Linked DNA regions of Mus musculus: region 1 is linked to region 2. Evidence: chromatin contacts called from public Hi-C data. All regions are on one chromosome and are shown on one strand. Each heading gives the region's core, a stretch centred on a gene start, on an enhancer-like site or on the middle of the called end of the contact. The rest is flanking DNA. Distances are from core to core; before and after follow the strand shown. Region 1 overlaps Paqr5 (progestin and adipoQ receptor family member V). Region 2 has its middle 19 kb from the start of Gm34105.

What was found. Hi-C and Micro-C count contacts between places; a contact is called where the count stands out from the background.
Region 1: a Hi-C map of CD4 T cells shows a contact between it and region 2, with 4 times the contacts expected there. The contact joins two enhancer-like sites.

Annotation. Positions count from the first base shown.
Region 1 is chr9:61,968,792-61,972,949 of GRCm38.p6, forward strand. Paqr5 (progestin and adipoQ receptor family member V) reads right to left here. Exons shown (of 8, transcript NM_028748.2): 4 at 3,835-4,040; 5 at 1-116. Among named protein-coding and RNA genes, the nearest start is that of Gm35152, 5.8 kb to the right of the region's middle. Within about 2 kb of position 2,435, at least 33 of the 459 cell types and tissues checked have an H3K27ac peak or open chromatin away from gene starts, as enhancers often do.
Region 2 is chr9:61,223,450-61,227,244 of GRCm38.p6, forward strand. No RefSeq gene overlaps it. Among named protein-coding and RNA genes, the nearest start is that of Gm34105, 19 kb to the left of the region's middle. Within about 2 kb of position 1,717, at least 45 of the 459 cell types and tissues checked have an H3K27ac peak or open chromatin away from gene starts, as enhancers often do.

The sequences.
Region 1 (4,158 bases), core at 1,185-3,684, 750 kb after region 2:
GGAGAGGCCAGTGCTGAGAATGGTGTTTAGCACGGCCAGTGCTACGTAGCACTCATGGAAGGTACTGCAGACCAGTGCATCAGGGAACGTGTATGCAGAGTAGGCGATGGCTGAGCCTGCGGAAGAAACACTAGCCTTGAGATGCAGCCAGGCCACAGCTCTGTGAGGATCCCTGAGGGGAAAGACTACCTTAGCCTTTATCTTCTGCATAGACCTATGAACTAGCCTGTCTCTGTGTCTTCCCAGAATACCCTCCCCTTGCCTCTCTGCCCACCTAAATTCCATAAGGCTATGTTCCTTCAGCAATGTAGGGGTGTGTGTGTGTGTGTGTGTGTGTGTGTGTGCGCGCGTGCGCGTGTCTTTACAATCCTGTCCCATGTAAAGCTTACACTGATTTTATAAGTGAACATCTGGAGGCATGGGGATATGTAGTAACTCATTTAGAGTCACACGGCAGAGAAAAAGCAGAAATAAGCTTCAAACCCAGGCAGTTTGGAGATGAATCCCTGCTTCTGACCACAAGCTGCCACTAATGATGATTCCAAATTCATCTGCCTGTGGACAGGGTGCTCCCCTGAGAAGCTCAGCATCACAGGAAGGGAGGCCCCAGGGACAAAGACGAGCTGCGAGTGACCCATGACCATGTTTGGTTTGGAGTGTGAAAGAGGCAGCTGTATCTAGACCTTCTAGAGACACTAAAGGCAAACGCTATTGGTTGGACAGAACTATTACTGCCCATCTTGGTGTGGCTGGGCCCTGCACCCTTACCTATGGAAGAGGCTGGATCTGGCCCCATTCCATCTGTTACTCTAATACTGTGGTTCTCAACCCTGCTAATGCTGTGACCCTTTAATTCCTCACACCATGCTGGCTTCCCCAACCATAAAATTATTTCCATTGTCATTTCATAACTGTAATTTTGCTACTGTCTTGATTCATAATGTAAACATCTGTTTTTCCAATTGTCTGAGGTGACCCCTATGAAAGAGGCATCCATCCTGCCTCGGATGGGGTTGGGACCACTGTCTTAGTCCACCAAGAACCTTGGATTCACAGCTACAGGTAGAGACAGGCCAGATTCAACTTTGGGCTTTTCTCCCATTCCACAGGAGGATCTTCTAGTGAAGCCGAACACAGGGACAAAGGACCACAGCTTGGTGGTATTCACTTGTACCCTAGTGCCAGAGAGGCAGGCACAGGTGGTTAGGGAAACCCCTAGGCTCCCTAGCCAGGCATCCTTGTCTAAGACTTTCCAGTGACTGATCTGTCTCAAACAAAAATGCAAGCCATCTAAAGGCCACCCAAGGCCCCCTCACCTCCACACACATGTAAACAAACACAGGTGTGGGCAGAGAGGGTTGAGTAGCACCTTCCCAGCAAGGTGCAGAGTTCCCATGAGAGCTCACCCAAGGAGCTCTGCCCCAGGGGACCAGGGAACCCGGCTGCAGACCCAGTGCTCAGGGAGCTGTCTGGACCACTGATGCTGATCCAGAGCTAAGATGTGCACCAAGTGCTACGTCCAATGCAAGAGTAAAGGGGCCTCAGGCCCACCTGAAAATACAGCAGGAAGAAAGCTGACCTGAGCCTCTAGGGGTCCTGTGGGAGATGGGTATTTGAGATAGGTCAGGTAAAGGTGATCACTGCCAATCACAGCAATTGCTACCCTGCGAGACGGATTCAGACTCAAAAGCATTAAGTTTGTTCATAACCCTCCTACATTCTGCTATAGAGAATGAGCCTTGAGGAAGCTAAGTTCTTCTAAGACTGATTTGGATTCAGGTGGCACCAGGCAGAATCTGGATCTCTTGAGTGCCACATTAAATATGTATCCGAGGGACCAAAGAGCTAGAGTTCCATTCCCGCCATCCACATCAGTCAGCCAACAACCACCTGCAACTCCAGGTCCAGAGGACTGGCCTCCACAGGCACCCACACGTGTGGCACACAGACAGACTCCAAATGCTCACTTTTACTAGAACCCAGGAAGCAGCTCAGCTGGTAGAGAGCGAGCCTGGCACGCACACAGCCCTGAGTCCCGTGCCCAGCACTGCATAAAGCAACCTAGAGGCACATGCCTGTTTTCCCAGCACTCAGAAGATGGAGACAGGACGGTCAGAAGACAAGATCGTTCTTGGCTACATTAGCCAGTTCGAGGCCCTGTCTCAAAACGAAAGGAAAGTAGAGGGAGAGAAGGGGAGGGAGAAGGAACGGAAAGGAAAGGAGAGAAAGAGAGAGAGACAGAGAGACAGAGACAGACAGAGACACAGAGACAGAAACACACAGAGACAGAGAGAGATCCTTCAGGAAGCCACTGGGTTGAGGGATTAGACCACATCTCAGGTAATATGAAGCCTGAAAGCCTTCCAGTGGTACACAGTGGCCTGGCAGGAAATGAGTCAGGAACCTCGCAGGCAACATGGTGGATCTGCAGGGCAGAGCCTCTGAGAAGCTCCAGGTCTGAGCTCAGCCGGCAGTGAAGGTTCATGGGACAGCCTGAGTCTGATCACTGATTAGACAGGATGGGAAGTAGAGGTGGGGAGGAGGAACCGAAGCTTATTGTTAGAGTTCTGACTTGAGCAAGCAGAAAGTGGCACCCCTAACCAGGGACCTGAGAAGAAGGGCAGGGCTAGGCCAAGTGGGGACAGGGGTGAGGAGAAGACTCAGTCGGCCCCGGCCTCAGGATCAGCTTCATATCCAGTGTTTGAAGATAAGGTTTAGGGGCCCCGTGTCCAGAGATGGGAGGTTGCTGCTGGGCATGTTAGAGAAAAAGCCCCACGTTAATTCTGAGTTACTGACAACTCAGAGTGAGCCCAGCTATGGGGTAGAGGTGAGGAAAGAACTGGAAACGGACGAGAACAGGGGTGGGAGGAGGGAGGACACGATGGGGATGGGGCCGTGGCAACCATTTTTGTTTTAATGATTGGAGAGAACTGGACAGTGGAGCATTGAGCAGTATGTGTGTGTGTGTGTTTGTGTGTGTGTGTGTGTGTGTGTGTGTGTGTGAGAGAGAGAGAGAGAGAGAGAGAGAGAGAGAGAGAGAGATGCATGTAGATACTTGTGAAAAAGAAGAGGGGAAAGGATGAGGGTAGCCTCCTCCTGGACAAACTCTTGCAGGAAAAGATACAATGGCTGGCTCTCACAGCTAGAGTGGGGCCAGGAGGGAGGAAGATGCCAGCACCAGCATCCCAGGGGACAGATGAATGACCCTGTGGAGGAGAAAAGCAGGAGGAGGGGCTTCTTAGGAAAAAAAAGGGCCAATGAGGATGGGAGCGGCACCAGCCAGCAGTCAGAGCACCAGCAGTTCTTCCTCTCCTGCAGCACCTCGGGGCCGGGTGGGCGAGTCTGTGGGGCCTCGAAGCCTCTGGGCCAATGTTTGTGACGGGATGTTTTCTCTACCAAGTATAGCAGATGCCAGCCCTGGTATGCTGGGGTCAGCCCACGGTGGCCTTTGAGAGCCAAACTAGGAACATTTCAAAGTCCTTCTAACCCTGTGGTTAATCCTGGCCATCAGTGAAGTTAACGTAAGATCACCGTAACTGAAGTCCTAAGTCCTTAGCACATAGACCTGTGTGATGGAGTTCCTATGTAGTGAGGGTGCCTCTAGGCTTCTCCCAGGGAACAGGCAAGGAGCCAAAGAAGGAGCAATTACACCACAGGGATTGGCAAAGGCTACAGATCAGGGCACACCACAGAGAGCACAGGATGAACAAGCATTTTACAGAACCCACGGCAGAGTTCCTACATCCTCATGACTCTCCCCCAAAACCCATCAAATCTCAAGGGAGACTGGTGGTAGTCTGGGGGGGGGGCACAGAAGGGCGGAGCCTCACGTACCCAGGCTGAAGAGATTGACGGCACCATAGTCCAGAAAATAGCAGATATGCCGGGCGTTCTTGGACATAGAGCTGAATGTGTGTGCACAGCTGGAGGCGAGGGGGTACACGCAGCTGGTACACATGTACACAAGCATCGGCCACGAGTAGCTGTCATTCTGGATGTCTGTCACATAGAGTGCAGTCATGAACCTCCACACAAAGAACCTAGAACAAAGCATGCACCCACTCAGTCCCCGCGTGATTGTTGTCTGCCTTCCGCCCCACTGGGAGATGGCCCATCCCGTCAAGCTTCACTTAAATTACAATAACATATACTAGAGAG
Region 2 (3,795 bases), core at 467-2,966:
AAAATAAAACCCTTCTCCCTTAACTTGCCTGCTGTCACAGTATTTTATCACGGTACTTAGCAGCAGAAATAAAACTGAGACAACTATTAAAGTTAAATTTTCAATAGCTACCTAGTCTACTAAAATAGACCTGCAGGCTCAGATGAAAGGACAAGGCCACCGTGATAGCTGCTCTTCTCTCAGTATGAGTAACTGGGAAAGTGGCATCAGATACAGAAAACCTGAGGAAGAGTTGGAAGGAATGGGCAGAGCCCTGTTGGCTTGGGTGTAGGCTTGTCAGCATGGGCACAGGGTGGGGGGGCTTCATCTGTCACTGTCCTCACAGGCCTGCAGTCCCCAGGCCCAAAGCCAACCCAGGACCTCATCTACCTTCACAGTAAGACAAACTTTCAGAAAGAACATAGGAGCCAATGGTGCTGCTATATCGAGGCTCAAATAAAGTCACATTCCAACATGAAAGCATACACAGGGTTCCACAACCACCTTTGGAAGCTCATATGTACACTCATTTATCCTTAAGCACACATGGCTGTATTCAGGTGCTCTCTCTGTCTTTGTCTCTGTCTCTGTCTCTGTCTCTGTCTCTGTCTCTGTCTCTGTCTCTCTCTCTTTCTCTCTCTCTCTCACATGCACGCGCACAAACACACACACACACATGACATACATGCGACACACACGCACACGTTGTTAGACAGCTATGTGGTCTTGGTGCCACAGAGATGAAGAGAGGCTGTCTGGACATCTGCAGACACAGGAGAACAGACTAGAGGAATAAAGACCACCCTCGGTATCAGTGACTCTCAAGGACTACTAAATAACTCTGTTCACTGGGGCCAAATACCCAACAAAGGAACTTAAGAACTTGACAATGAATATTAACCAGTCTAGGACAAAGCCCAGCTGCCCTCCTGCCTAGAACAGTCAGGTTCCTTATCCCTCTACACTCTGGGCTGGAAAGGTTATAGCAAAGCCAGAGCTGGGAGCCTCAGATGGAGAATGGAGAGTGTGGTTCAGGACAGGTTTGAATGAAGCCCAACACAAAATCCTAAGCTCAAATCATTATGAGATTTTTTTTTACCTCAGTCATGCAGTTCTCAAGCATGACCTTTGTAGATGATATTACTATAGTGATGCTCAAGGGCTAGACCCTGGACCAGGTGATTGTTAAAACAGGTGAAGGCACTTGCCATCTCACACTGCAAGCATGATGGCCTGGGTTTGGTCCCTGGAACCTATTGGAAAAGGTAGAAGGTGAGAACCAATGCCATTAACTTGCTTTCTAACCTCTACATGTACATGTGCTCTCATCATGCATATACCCCCCTCATACACACATACACACACACATGCATGCTCACACATAAATAAAATTTCTTTAAGAGGTTGGATACCATGATGTAAGTATTCCATATACACAAACACACACACACACACACACACACACACACACACACACACACATATATATATATACATGTAAGCATGAGCATGTGTGTGTGTGTTATGTGTGTGTGTGTGTGTGTGTGTGTGTGTGTACACTAACACAAATGCCTAGACTCTCTAGTCCAGAGACTAGTGAGGCTATCATCTCTTCTTTGGGCTGCAGGTGTCCTTTACTGTCTAATTCCAGTGTGGTGTAGAACGGTGGGAAGTGCTCAGAGCAGCTGGCCTTCAGTCAGGCTGCTCACAGTCTTACTGTGGGGCAGAGCATTGTGGCTAACCACAAGACATTGGCAGAGGTCCCCTCCTTCAAGGTCTGAGCTTCCTACACGGGGTTTGATATAGACCTGGGCACAAAGGGCTGAGCTCACAGAAGCCATCTGGTGACTCCTCAGTGTCTGTCCATCTGACTACCCTCCTGCTATGGTTGGTGCTGTCCAGGTCCAACCAGATGGGTGTCACAAGCCTGAAGCTTATACCAAGACAAAGAGGAGGAGAGACAGCAGGTAACAGGAAGACCATGGTGATGTGGAAATTTCTGGTTTCTTTGAGTGCCTCCAACATGGTATCACAATTCAACCTCAAATCCACCTGCCTCTAGCACTGACTCCCCTCTCACACGAACATCCTCATTTTATGTGTGCGAGCACCCACACCCACACAAACACACACACAACAGAGGAAACTAATTCACTCCATTTAAGAAGAGAATTTTATAAAGGACTTTCAGTTAATCTCACAGTCAACCTCTGCATAAATAAGAAACCCAGACCTGTGCTGAAAAGGTAGCTCAGTGGTTAAGAGCATCAGCTGCTCTTCCAGAGGTCCTGAGTTCAATTCCCAGAAACCATATGGTGGCTCCCAGCCATCTGTAATGGGATCTGATTTCCCCTTTCTGATGTGCATGAAGACAGAACATTTATAACCATAAAATATATGAAGAAAGAAAGAAAGAGAGAAGAGAAGAGAAGAGAAGAGAAGAGAAGAGAAGAGAAGAGAAGAGAAGAGAAACAGATCTGGAGGCTCTATAACCAGAACTCAACCCTAAAGGTAAGTTACAAGACTGCCCAAGGGCACTGTCTCAACTGGCACACTTCACAACATGGACTGTGGATAACTACCCTTGGGGGGGGGGGTCACTGTGCTCTGACTACAGGGGAAGCAAAAAGACAAGTGACGGCTCTCAGAGACTTGGGTGGGAAATTCCCAAGCAGAGACACAGCTATGCATGAGTAGCCAAGAGAGTAGCACAACCCCTGGACTACCTGGTTCTCAGCACAGGCTGCCCACAAGGGCCAACAGTCTGCCTGGCCTTCACTAAAAAACCAGGCCTCCTGCTACCTTGGGCTTTAAAGGTGGCAAGGTGAAGCATCAACAGACCTCAGGCTGTGCCTTTCTGGTGACAGTTGGCTGAGGTTGGGGATGAATTAGAACAACCATGACACCTCAGACTCAGAGACACAGTGCCTACAAGCCCCTTTTGGGAAGAGCACTGATCATAAGAGTCCAGACCAGCAGGAAATGGTTACCCCAAGACCTCACTACACAGCTCTGCTACGTGGCCATGGCAGCAGTAGTGATATTTACTGAGTACTTGCTGAATGTCAAGTGCTATCTAAGTACCTAGCTCTTGCAGTCCTTGAAAACACATTATGAATTTGGAGCTGGAGAAGGACAGTTGAATAGCTCACCTGGGACTACCCAGCTCAGAAAGGCAGAGCCATGACTTGAGTTCTGACTCCAGAGCCCTGAGCGGCTTTAGAACATGAATTCACAGTTGTTTCTCCCCCCCCCCCCCCCCCCCGCCTCTAAAAGATGAGCCCTAGGTAGACCAGAGTGCCAGGTTTGCGGTTAGTGGTTACGTTTGCCACTCTGTTTTGTTTCCTGTTAGCCATGGAACCCTGGGCTGTTTGTTAGCCTCTCTGACCTTCAGTTTTCTCACCTCCGAGAGAGGGCAATAAGGACAATCTGCAGGAAGTTTGTGTGGACAGTGAAGTTGTGGGGGCCTGGCAAGTGCTTGGGACGTAAAGGACTAGATTCAAGTCAAGCTTCCACTTCTGTGAGGGGCACTCTTGCTAGGCATCATATAGATCACCTACGCTGGGTCCCCCTGAAACCAACTTCTGATGTATTCGGGATAGGGACATTGGATATATTTGCCATCCTGAATACAAATATCTATTCGTGAGTCCCCAAAACCACACTTTTCCAGCCCTCTCTCCTCTGCCTTCCCAGTTCCCTAGAACAAAGGATCTAAGGCCTTGTCTAAATAGAACCCCAGCATGGCCCCATCTAGTGGTTGGATGGTCTATTCTCCCGAATGGTGATCTTGTGAGCAGGGGGTGTTAAGTCAGG